2 separate regions of the Drosophila melanogaster genome follow, and region 2 is linked to region 1. Evidence: chromatin contacts called from public Hi-C data. All regions are on one chromosome and are shown on one strand. The core of a region is the stretch at or near the end of the contact, and the rest is flanking DNA. Distances in the headings are between cores, read along the strand shown.

Region 1 (6,045 bases), core at 1,381-3,880:
AGATCCACCTCCACGTAGGTCTGCGCCTGATCCGGCAGGTTGAAGATGATTTTTGGATTGCGATGGAACTTCCTCTTGATGTCCTCCATCGTCAAACGACCCTCGTGAACAGCCTGCAGGAGGAGCGGCAGAATGGTCTCCACGCCCGGAAATCCAGGCGGTGGACGCTCCGAACGTTTCTCGGCCAGTGTGTGTGGCGCGTGATCGGTGGCAAATACATCGATGTAATCAATATTCTCCCACAGAGCCTCTTGATCCTCCGGTGAGCAGAGCAATGGCCTTACCTCGGACATTCCGTGACCCAAACGCTCCACATCCTTGGTGCTGAGGAACAAGTGATGGGGGCACACCTCGCAGGTCACCTTGACGCCCTTTTCCTTGGCGGAACGAATCAATTGGATCTCCTCCTTTCGCGCCACATGGCAGATGTGAACCGAACGGTCGAGAAGATGGGCCAGCATAATCACAGCCGCTGTGCTCTGCCTCTCCGCATGACAAACGATGGGAGACCGCTTGGGCCAGTGGCTGAGATGCCTCTGCCAGCTGGTCATGTCGCTCAGTTTTAGGGTGCCGAAAGTGTCGTTTAAGTACATCTTAAGGCCACACGCATGACTGGCCAGCTCGTTGACCTGCGCCCAATTGTCATCCGAGGCCCCCACATACAGGGCATAGTCGCATCGAGCTCCCGCTTTGGCCAGCTCCTGGAACTGGGTGAACGTCTCTCTGTCCACGATCGAGGGATTTGTATTGGGCATGGCGCACACGAGGGTCACGCCGCCAGCCAGAGCGGCTGCTGTTCCACTGGCAAAGTCCTCCTTGTGCGTGGCTCCCGGCTCCCGCAAATGCACATGCACATCGATGAAGCCCGGCAGCTTCACAATTCTACGCGAGGTCATACAATCCGTGTGCGTCTTCATTGGCGGCTTGCCACCGTTCATTCGCATTGATTCTACCAGAAGCTTGGTGCACTTCACATCGGTCACCAGCGGAATGGAGTAGTCCACGGCCAGGCGACGGGTGCGGTAGCCATGGGTCATGAACGAGGAGACCCTGGAATAGTATCAGGAAATCACATTTACTTGGAGATACATATGTACATATAATCAAAAGGCACTGCCTTAAAACTAACAACTATTAATTCTTCAACTAATTGCTCTAATTTTAAAAATAAGAGAATAGCTTGCGTAAAAACACACGGATAAACTGACATACGGACATGACAAGATATACTTTTTAGGTTTGGAACTGTCTTCAATTTTATAAAAAACACTAAAAATATATCGTTCGGATATCAGTTTTACTCCACACAAACGAAAATTCTTTGCACTCAGTTATAAGTACTTTGCACTCCAATTGGACTTTAAAGAAAATATAAATAACATTTAAGATGTCTGAGCCAGATAAGAAATGGAATTAAGACAAGCCCTTTTTATAACTTAATAACTTAAATTATATGCCAAATTGTTGTGCAAACTGTGTTCAAGGCCCAAAAATTCCAGTGACTAACATTTGTTTGAATATTGAATCATTAAGTCGTTAATACCCCTGAAAACAGAACTTTTATCAAAGTAGGTTAGCTATATAAATATGCATATCCGCTACAAGAAATATGTTATATATGTTTTATAGGTAAACACAATTAGAAAACAAATACTATTCGCACTTGCAGACTTCTTCCTGAAGTTCCATGGATCACCAACTTAGTGGCATATATATTTGGGGGCCATTAAAAAGAGTCACCATCGAATCGTACTCACCGCCTGGCACCCCCGCCGCTCATCGGGAGGTTGATGACCAGGTCGAACTGCTTGTTGGCCAGGAACTCGGCCAGGTGTCTCAGCTCACCGTTGATGTCATCGGGAGTCGTCTTGTCGAATGTCCACTGCACGGATTCCACCTGCAAGGGCAAAAGCACACATATATACAATATTTACTCGTACATAGACATAGATCATATACAATGGTATATATATATATATATATATATAGAGAATGCGACCGACCGATCATCACCAAGGCCACATGTCATCGTCATCCGCGCCACCAACTCTACTTCCAATCAATTGTTTGCCCAGAGTACACCATATAGATACCATTATTTATGGATCTTTCATGTCTACATCGAAGACAATAGAGCAACAGGCCATGGCAATGGCACAGTGGTGCAGATATGTACGATCTTACACAATAATTCCAAATAAATCGAACTTTGAACATTTGATATGTGAATAGTGGTAATAAGATATATTCAATCGAACTAAGAGTGCAATCAGAAGAAAATCTTAAGTTACTATTTTAAGATAAGAATTCAATAGATCAATTTTTATATTATATTTCCTTTGAAGACCATCTATTTTAGACGCCTCCTTGAGTTTTTTGTCTGTTTGTGCGGCACAGTGAAGTGGAAATCAATTCCGTTTTCATGGAAGCACCAGGAACTGGCTGATAATGGATAATTGGGCCGAAGGAGGTGGTGGCCGGAAGAGTCGTTCAGCTCTTATCTTTCCGATTGCCATTACTAGATCGCAGATCGCAGGTAATTGGTAATTGGTGATTGGTGAACTCCGATCGCAGATTGTACACTTTATCAGCCGGAATTCAGTCACAAATCAGCGATCGTCCGTTGAGTATGGGCTGCTCCTGGTCGCGATCCGAGCAGGTGGATTCCAGTGCCACGCCCAATGCCCTGCAGGCGGGCATTCCCGCCCAGCGCCAACAGAGGAGGCGGCGCCAAGAGGAGAAGCATCTCCGCCAGCTGCAGAAGCTCCAAAAGCGTAACGCGCGTAAACGTCGCCGAAAGAAGGGCGCAGGATCTGGATCTGCCAGCGCCGGAGGATCTTTCCTCGGTCGTGGTGGATCGATTCACAGACGACACATCAACGGAAAAAGCCATCCTGATCTCGCCCTGCAACTGCGTCTACTGGGCGGCAGCAATGGAAGCACGGCCACCGAATGTGTCAGTGCCCTGTATGCCAGAACATTGGAGCAGCAGCGCGAGGAGTTCCAGCGGACCGTGGAGCAGAGGACCCTACACCAATTGGACCGCGAACTGCACACCTTCCTGCTGAACCAATTGCTTCTGGGTATCCAGTTCTTTGGGCACTTCGAGGCCGAGATGGCCGTGGTCGATGCCCAAATCGTGGCCAGGCGACGCAACTGCTCCGCCGAAAAGCTGGCCGAGCACAGCTTGCTCCAAAGTAGCGCCATCGATGCAGCTGTCGCCAGGAACCTGCTCTTCAAGCCGCCGTAAGTCTTTTCCTTATCCTCTCTCCATACTTTCTAGATTTTTCTATACTTTTTTGCCTACATTTTATGATCTTCTCTTTTTTCATTTTAAAATTGGTTTTTAATATATGTATTTATAACCGATTTCAGATCTTCGAAGAGTCCACCACAGCTGCTGCAGAAACCCGTGACCTATGTGGTCTTTGAGAACGTTGACGTGGCGCGACCCCACGATGCCAACTACGACACCGTGGCGGCACTGTGCAAGGTGCTCCTGGAGACGGACTACTACCGGACCACGCCCTGCCCCTCGGAGCTAGTCAACTTGATGGAGATGACCAGGTGGATGGGCTATGTTCGCCTCAAGCTGCGCGACCAATTGCCGCATCCGCAGGCGGGCACGCCCACTAGCTCCAGCTTATCTTTGCCGGCCAGCAGCGATGAGGAATGCATCTACGGTGATGTGGGATCCTCCGCATCCAACTCCCCATCCTCGGGCTACAGTTCGGGGGACTACGATTATGTCTACTTGGCCAGGTTGAATACTCCGCGACCGCTGGAGGAGCTGCGATTTGATCGCGATTTCAATTTCCAGAGGAATGTCCTACCTGGGAATTGCATTCGCCGTTTGGCCAATTGTCTGCCTCCTTGGCTAGAGCAAACCGACGACGAGGAGTCATCCTCCGCCGCCTCCAGCAGTGACGAGGACGAGAAGGATGAGGCGAATTCCGATAATCGCAAATATCCACCGGCTGGCTATGAAACGGTGGAGGTGCTTCGCCAGTGTCATGTGGAGCAACTGCAGCAGTGCTACCTCAGTTCGCAGCAGTTCATGTTGTACTTTGGAGAGGTGCTGCGTCATCATTTGGCTAACCAATTGGGCATCAGCCAATCGCAGCTGGCCGCGTGTTCGTATCGCGGCTGTAGTGTATATACCGCTCGCGAGGAGCTGGTGCCCGCCATTCATGTGCCCAATTCCTGGCCGGATTGCGCCTTCGAGTTTTGGCTGAGGGCTCGTCCTCGTTTGACCAACCTCCATACTGCCGAACAATTCCAATGGCCAACGGAGCAGATGAAAAAACGTATTCGATCCATGGGCTTCCATGTTGTACCAGTGGGCTATGCACCAAAGCGTTCGCGAAATCCCTTCAGGGAACTGGAATGGCGCATTGTCTTTCCCCAGGCGGAACAGTTTCTCGAGCGGCACTGCCTGACGCCCATGCAATTGAAGGTGTTCCAACTAATGAAGCTGCTGGTCAAAACCTTTGTGGACGAATCAACCACATCCTGTGACCAATCCCCGGGAGCTTTGCTCGAACAGCTGAGAGCCCATATGTTTTGGCAATGTGAGCAGCACAGCAATGATTGGCCAGAGGAGTTTCTGGGCGAGCGATTGGTTCGATTCATTCGCTCCTTCGACGCCTGTTTGGCCAAGAAACACCTGAGCGACTACTTCATTGAGCGGCGCAATCTATTCGAGCATATCCCAGAGGATACGCTGATGAAGCTGCGCAGCATAATGGCCGGAATTGCGGAACAACCGCTGCTGCATGTCATCCAGGCACTGAGGAATCTTCAGCACGCGCCGGAATTCTACCCGCAACTGGAGTACAAGCGACTGTTGGAGAATCTCTTTAGCCAGGATTACCTGGAGCTGCACGGACGGGGCAAGTTCTCGCGTCCACGTCAGGGATTTCCCGCTCTGCAGAACTGTGAAGAAAACAATGGCGGGCAGCAGGTGGAAACGAAAAAAAAAACCGAAAGGACGGAGATCACCGATGCCAAGGGACTCTTGGGATTGGCTCAGCACCAGGAGCGCTCGAGAGGAAAGCTGCGCAGGAAGACACAGCTCTTAAGGGCCACGACTCAGCAATTTCAAATCTCGGCGACGGAACAAAGACGTTGCTCGCTCGACTCCCTGGATCGCCAATTGCTATTGGCACGCTCCAATCCGGAAAGTTCCAAGAGCCAGGAAGCAGCGAAACCGCAACTGAACAACGGCTTGGAGATCCTGCGAAGGAGCAATCTGATCGAACTTCTGCTGGATCATTCGCTGGCCATGTTGGCTCGTGCCATTCGGTTTGGCAACCGTGGACATGCACAGCTTTATCTGGAGCATGGGCAAAGATTGTGCCGCCTTTATCAGCACCTCGGTTGCTCGCAGCAGGCACAGCACTTCGTCCAGGAACTACAGAACGCAGCCAGCGATATGGAACGCATGTGTGAATCGCATATACCAACGTCATCGGGCGGCAGTCCCTCCACGGTGGTTGAATCTCCGCCAGCGCCAAGGAAATCCATCAAGTTCCAGGAGCATGTCGTGCAGATACACACTCCAGAACCGCTGGCCATGCAGAAGCATATGCCCCATCTGGAAAACCATCAGCTCAATGGGATTCTAAGAGCTCACCACCAAGAGGATGCGAACGCCATTGAACCCCTACAGGAGGAGGAGATCAAGAGCGCGTTGCTTCGGGAAATAGAAAGTCGCATAGAAGAAAAACCCAATGTCCAAAGAGATAGAGAACCAATAGATTCTCCTGAAGTGGATAGCCTTAAGCCGCAAACGGGAATCAAATCAAAATCGGAGGAAACAGCCAAGGAGGAATCATTTCTCTCGCTAAACGGAATCCTTCAAAGGCTCTCCCTCGACACGGATAAGGTGCAAATGCTGGGCAGCAAAACGGAGCAACTGGTCCAAAGAGTAGCCCCATCCGAGGCCAAGCGGGATGAACTCAAGGAGATCCTCAAGCGCAACGCACAGAAGCTCAAGGGCGCATTCAACTAGAGACACTAAAGATAATACTACCATATAGTAGC
Region 2 (6,404 bases), core at 1,930-4,429, 3.0 Mb before region 1:
CACCGTTTTCTGGTGCGTGCCCAAGCCGGGCCTGCAGTCGGAATGCGAGGGTTCGATACGCTTCGCGGAGGTCGCAAGCGGTCTGCATCACTTCACCACGTCACCGGACCAACTGCTCACGCTGCACATGGCCGTGTCGGCCAACTACCAATCGCATAATACGGGCCTACACTGGGCGATCTGCAGTAGCGACAAGAAGGACGATTTGGCCAAGATGGAGCCGTCGATCGATGTGGCCACCAGCACCTCACTGACGGTCAGTTGGTCGGAGCGCGTCTGCGCAGTGATCCTGGCCGGCTATAATCTGACCTACTGCCAGCGCTCGGCCGGCCGTCCGGACAATTGCACGACGGTGACCATCGATCGCTATACGAACAAGCACGTCATCCAGAATCTGGTGCCCTACACGGACTACAGTGTCAAGATGCTGATGTATTCGGACTCGCGGGTCAGCAAGTACAGCGACGAGCTGGTCAACCGCACCGGAGAGGCGGCGCCTAGCCAGCCGCGGGAGTTGCAGCTAATCCGCGTGACCAGCGACAGCGTGGAGCTCGCCTGGAAGCCACCGCTGCTGGCCAACGGCGTGGTGCGCGCCTACGAGGGCACCTTCCGCTCGCTACATGACAACGTGACCGATACATTCCGCGTAAGCGCCTCCGCCGACGAGCTGGTGAACAACGAGAAGCCCATCACCTACCGGCTGGGCAATCTCACCGCATTCACCAAGTACGAGATTAGCGTGCGTGCGCGGACCGTCTATCCATCGGAGCCCAGCAATGTGATCCTCTTCAGCACGGCCATCGGAGGTAAGTGCTATCGATGGTTTCGCTAGCATTGAAGCCAGTGTAAATAGGCAATGTATACTTATCCGTGTAATCCTTTGCGCAGTTCCCTCGCCGCCACAACTGTACGTGATCAACAATCCGGATCAGAGCTCACGTCTCGACTGGGAACCGCCAAGGACGCCGGCCGGACGCATTGATTTCTACGAGATCTCGCTGCGCGACAACAACGCCAGCTGCCTGACAAGCACCATTCTGCCGGGCAGGAACCTATCCTATGTGATGGCCACGCCGCGCTGCACCAGCCACAATCCCTTCCAGCTAGCGGTGCGTGCCATCAACGTGGAGCAGCATCCGCAGTTGAACGGAGCGGATGCAGCGGAAGGTGCCGTTTTGCTTATGTCGACCAACGGCAAGGGATGCGAGGCACGCACCGATGCGCTCGGCGAAGAGGAGCGGCTGCAGTTCGAGGCCTACGCTGCCAACATGACCGCCTACCGGCTCTACAGATCCGATTGGGGCATCTACGGATTCATCTGTACACCGGACACGCACAGCGTGAAGGCCATGTACCAGACCATTGAGGTGACCGTGGCGATTCTCGTGCTGGGCGTCATCTTCTACCTCGTGTACAAGAAATACCGCAAGATGTCCGATATCGGTCTAGTGCTGCCGCAGGGAATCATGGAGACCATGAAGAAGCCCATAGACATGGGTGGCCTGGGATTGGGCCTGGGTCCAGACTCGTCCGTCAGCGGAGGCATCGTGTGCACACGGGTGGACGACTCGCCGCCATACACGCCGCAGGATCTGCCGCACGACTTCAGTAGCTGCGGCAGTGAGAGCTCGAAACTGCTGCTGCGCACAGCGTCCTCCTCTGGTGGCGGCGGCTGCGTGGATCGCGATGGATACGATGACAATCACGAGACAGGGCCAATTAGCGCAGTTGGTCCGCCCACCAGCTACCTGGCCATGCGGCATGGCCTTCTCGTCCAGAACGACAGGGAGCGCGAGAGGGAGAGGGATCGTGAGCAGGAGAGGGAGCGGGAGCAGCAGCAACAGCAGCGCGAGAGCGAAATGGATCGGGAGCAGAGTTGCACCAATGGTTACATCAAGCCCACACAGATGAAGAGCTGGGGCGGCAACGGTCCCTCGGATAATGATCACACGTTCTCAGTTCCTTCGACTGCAATGACCGCTCCGATGTCCCAGCCGCTGTCCCAGATTCCGCTCAGCGGCTACGTGCCCGTTCCCATTCCACAATCTCGGTTCAATCCGGCTCCAGTTCAACCGTTTGGGTCGCCAGCAGTACCTTCCGCCGCCACCGCAGCCGCTGCGTCGACCTTTTTCCCACCGGCCCACTTGCTCAACATGGACAACTACGTGCAGGCCTCGGATCTGCACAAGCTGAAGCCGCTCGTCGCAGCTCCGTTGTCGCAAACCGGAGGACCAGCCTTTGCGGGATCTTCGCCAGCAACTTCGCCACCGCTACAGCTACCGCCGGTTCACGCCGCAAGTCCAGCTGCCGCCACGCCCAAAATGGCTGACATCGGCTATACCACCATGGAGCAGTTGCAGCTCACTGGGCTGATAAAGCCACCTCTGGCCGCCACCGTGGGATCGCCGACGCACGCCGCTGGTGGGGCGCCGGGAGGCGGCAACCAGCACTCTCGCCTCCAGCCGCAAATCAATGGCTACGTAACGCCGCAGGATCTGAACGCCATGGCCCACAATCGGCACGTCCTCTAAGATACCGGAGCGCTCATCATTTATGCACGGGTGTGCATCATTTTATCGTTTCCTCGCGTTCGCATCGATAATTCATCAACTCATCTTCAGCCGCATATCCTTCCAACGCCATGATCTGGTCACCGGATCGCCCCAGCAACCAAAATCCAGGACGAGGAACCCAGAACCCAGAACCTGTAAACTAGAATCTGGAATCTGGAAACTAGAAACCACTGTCGGGCAGCTGTTTATAGTAATTAGTGAAAACTCCTCGGACGAATGTAGTTTTACGTTTGTAATTTATTTTGTATTCTTTGCGATGCGTGTGAGGCAGAAAGTATTTGTAACGCAATAGTATTTTTTTATATATATTCGTACTGTACACTTACTTACCCACTTAACCATCCACGCGTCGAGCGGATCGAGCTTATACTATTAATACCCTATTTACACAATACGCACATCGCTGTATTTCAATATAAAGCTAATTTTAAATAAGATTTCAAATTGGCTTTTTGATTCTCTCGCGAGCTTTGGCGATAAGTTAGCTATACATACATACATACATATACTTGTTCATATATACATATATGGACGTATATGCGCGCCTGGCTGTCCCTATCGATATGCTCCATCCAAGCTGGCGTTTGGGTCTCGCGATTGAGCTCAGTCGCACAGATCGCTCTCGAGCAGTCGGATCCCACGAGCTGGAGGTACGCTTGCCTCCACACTGGACACCACCACGGATTCAAGATCGTAAAGTCTTGCGGTCTTATCAGCATGCCCATGCATTTTGCACTCAACTCATTTGCTTTCTCCTCGTCGAGTGGATGTTTGAAATATGTACATACATAGTTCCGTAATCGGGCTGTATCCAATTTCTAATTCCAGCGCCTAGCTTTAGAAGCATCGGAAGTTGCGATTAGGAGTCACTGCGGAGAAAGGAGCACCCATGGGCTGGAGGACGCGTATAAGCCGCCTGCTTTCGCTGACATTGCTGGCGACGCTCATGGCCCGTGCGCTGGCGGAGAATGCGTTGCATATGCCGCAGGCGAACTGCGAGATGCAGTCCCTCGGCGGACCTAGCTGGCGTTCCGGCACCATCGGCAAGGTGTCCTGCAAATGTGACGGTGGTGAGGGTAGGAAGATGTCTGTGCGAAGGCAGGGCACAATAGAATCAACGGACTCGTACAACGGCACCGTGGTGCACGTGGATGCAAATCCAGCCAACGAGTGGGAACGAAGGTATGAGTGCCTTCTGGATGGCGTCATCCAGAGTCATGTGTGCGTCCGAGTCTATGCCCTGCTGAATTTGAAGGATTTCGTATGCCGCGACGTGGTCTATTACTTGAGGTGCACCTTCAGCCGCATGGAGAACGGCAATTTCGAGAACAAAACCCACTACCAGCTGGCCATGGGCAGGGCCAAGCCAATCGACTGCAGGAAGTCGGAGGACGAACGCAGCAGGGGCAAAGTGGAGTGCTCCGTGCCCATTGATCCGAACAGCCGTGCACCGGAATGGAGGGATTTCAGGCTGATCATGAGCGACGACTTGGGCAACCAGAGCAAGGTGCTGAGGCTAACGCAAGCCGAAATGGAGGTGCTGGAATGGCCACGCGGCAAGCACAACATGATACAAACGCCCAACCAGACTTGTCTGGAGTGGAACGGACCCTTCATTTACCCGAATCGAACGTTTGAACTGAACGTGCAGTTCCGCCACTCCAAGCTGCCCAACTTGTCGAGGAATCTCACCGTTTCGCAGATGCGAGCTGTCAGTGTTTTCGACCAGGTCTGCTTTGGAAATCCACCGGAGGGCAATCAGTTGTTCTATGTTAGCCTAAGCCGTCGTCTCCATGGATCCCCCTGGTCGGAAAGGTACCCCGAGTTCGAACTCACCACGAATGCATCCTTGCCCGCCCGTCCGCCACGGTTCCTGGCCAATGGCTTCTCCCACGACCGTGCTAAAAGGGAGCTCAAAGTCTACTGGTTGCCGCTGGACGAGCTGGAGTTCAATGGAGCCGAGCAGACATACGTGGCGAGCACTAGGTACGGGTAAGCACTACATGCACTAGATTACCATGAGATTACCATCGAGACCTAAAAAGAGTTTTTCAAAAACATATTGAGCTTTAAAAACCGAAAGCCTAGTAAATCATTTTAGAATCTTTGGCACATTAAGCGCCCTATTTACATACAACAAGAGATCTCCGCGAATTCGACTATCAGATACCCATTACCTTACATACGGCAAGTCGTGCGTTACGTTTGCAAAAAGGCTCGCTCATAACTTTTTAATGCATGTATCCGATTTGAAGAACTTTCGGCACTTTATAGCATTTTATAGTATTGATGGGCAAAACAAGGACTTATTTCACAACTTATTTAGGTCACCTGACAGATTTGAACCTCCCAAAAGTGGAACTATGTATTTTTTTGCCATTAGCATATGCCGAAATATGTTTAGAATGCTCGATATATACCTCGTTTTATACCCGTTACTGGTAGAGCAAAAAGGGTATTCTAGATTCGTTGAATACGTATGTAAAAAGCAGAAGGAAGCGTTTCCAACCACATAAAGTATATATATTCTTGTTCAGGATCAATAACCGAGTCGATCTGGCAATCTCCAACTCAGGAACTATAAAAGCTAGAAGTTAAAGCTAGAAGATTAAGCATACAGATTCTAGTGAAATAGATAGCAGCGCATGTTTGCCCACAAATCGTTCAGAACTGCCACTCCCACACTTTTCAAAAATGTGTTGATATTTTTTCAAAATTTTTTTAGTCTTGTAAATTTCTATCGTATTGTAAATTTCTATTTGCCACAAACTTCTTGCCACGCCCACTCTAAAGTAGTAGTTTCGTAGTTGTGTTCTTGGTAAATAAAGCAGTTTCTAGTGATCTTCAACTTAAATTGGGTTAAAATAATAATCGAAATAATCCTAAAGGATTAAATTAGTTCATTTTGCTCCAGTATTGAAAGTTATATGTTCATCCCAGTTATTTCTAGGCGGGTTTCGTCACTACCGATAATATTATTTACAATAAACTAGCCAGCAGGAAAGACTAAATGCTTTTCATTTCAGAACCAAAGTGGCCACCACCCAGGGCAGCATGCTCGCGATCTTCACCGACTGGGATGACACGCAACCGGCCACAGTGTCTGTGTGGAGCAGCAATGTCGTCGGTCGATCGCTGGAGAGCAGCCAGCTGGAGGTGCCCAGACTGAGCGACATCCGGGATCGACGGATTTACCTGGAGAGCTACAATAAGACGAGCTCCAGACTCAGCTGGCAAGGGCCGGAGGAGCTGGGAAACTTCACTGGCTACATAGTCTATTGGTGCAAGCTATCCAGCAAAGTGCACGATGCCTGCGACGATAGTTCCTCCATCGAGACGACCTACGCCCGCGAGACGGCGTACAATTTCTCCGGAATCCAGGGCGTGATCCGGATGGCTGTGGCGGCCAACTACAGCGACGGCCTGACCACCGGGATGCGCTGGTGGTCCGGTGACAGCGAGGTGCCCGAGAAGCCAAAGATCTTGCGGTACGTGGAGGGCACCATCGCTCTGCTGGTGCTTGGGTCGCTCGTCTTGGCCATTCAGAAGCTGCGCCAAATGGCGGACATCCGGGTTGAACTGCCAGTGATGAGCGAAGAGCCCACAGCAAATCCACTTGGCGATGTACGCCTGTTCTATCCCGCCAATGTTCCGCCGGAGAAGTTCTACGGCACAGTGCGCAAAACCGTGACATTTGCGGAAGAGGAGCCCACGAGGTGGCCGGAGATAGAGCTGCAGGAGGTGCCCAGACCACAGCCCGTGCCCCAGGCCGATGCGTACGTAACCAATCAGTATGTGTCCATGAGCGCAATAGGCGCGCCCTGCGGCGAT

The links. Hi-C and Micro-C count contacts between places; a contact is called where the count stands out from the background.
Region 2: a Hi-C map of the Kc167 cell line shows a contact between it and region 1, with 1.5 times the contacts expected there. The contact joins the promoter of et here to the promoter of CG15865 in region 1. A contact is called at or near these places in 2 of 107 Hi-C or Micro-C datasets (the Kc167 cell line and larval central nervous system).

What each region holds. Positions count from the first base shown.
Region 1 is chrX:16,661,040-16,667,084 of dm6, reverse strand. CG15865 reads left to right here and starts at 2,630. Exons shown (of 2, transcript NM_132915.2): 1 at 2,630-3,246; 2 at 3,376-6,045. The coding sequence starts at 2,630. The coding sequence ends at 6,013. r (rudimentary) reads right to left here. Exons shown (of 8, transcript NM_078653.2): 5 at 1,758-1,897; 6 at 1-1,050.
Region 2 is chrX:19,672,666-19,679,069 of dm6, reverse strand. It overlaps et (eye transformer), which reads left to right and starts at 3,179. Exons shown (of 3, transcript NM_134499.2): 1 at 3,179-3,266; 2 at 3,402-4,559; 3 at 5,600-6,404. The coding sequence starts at 3,463. dome (domeless) reads left to right here. Exons shown (of 3, transcript NM_078688.3): 2 at 1-806; 3 at 889-3,009. The coding sequence ends at 2,531.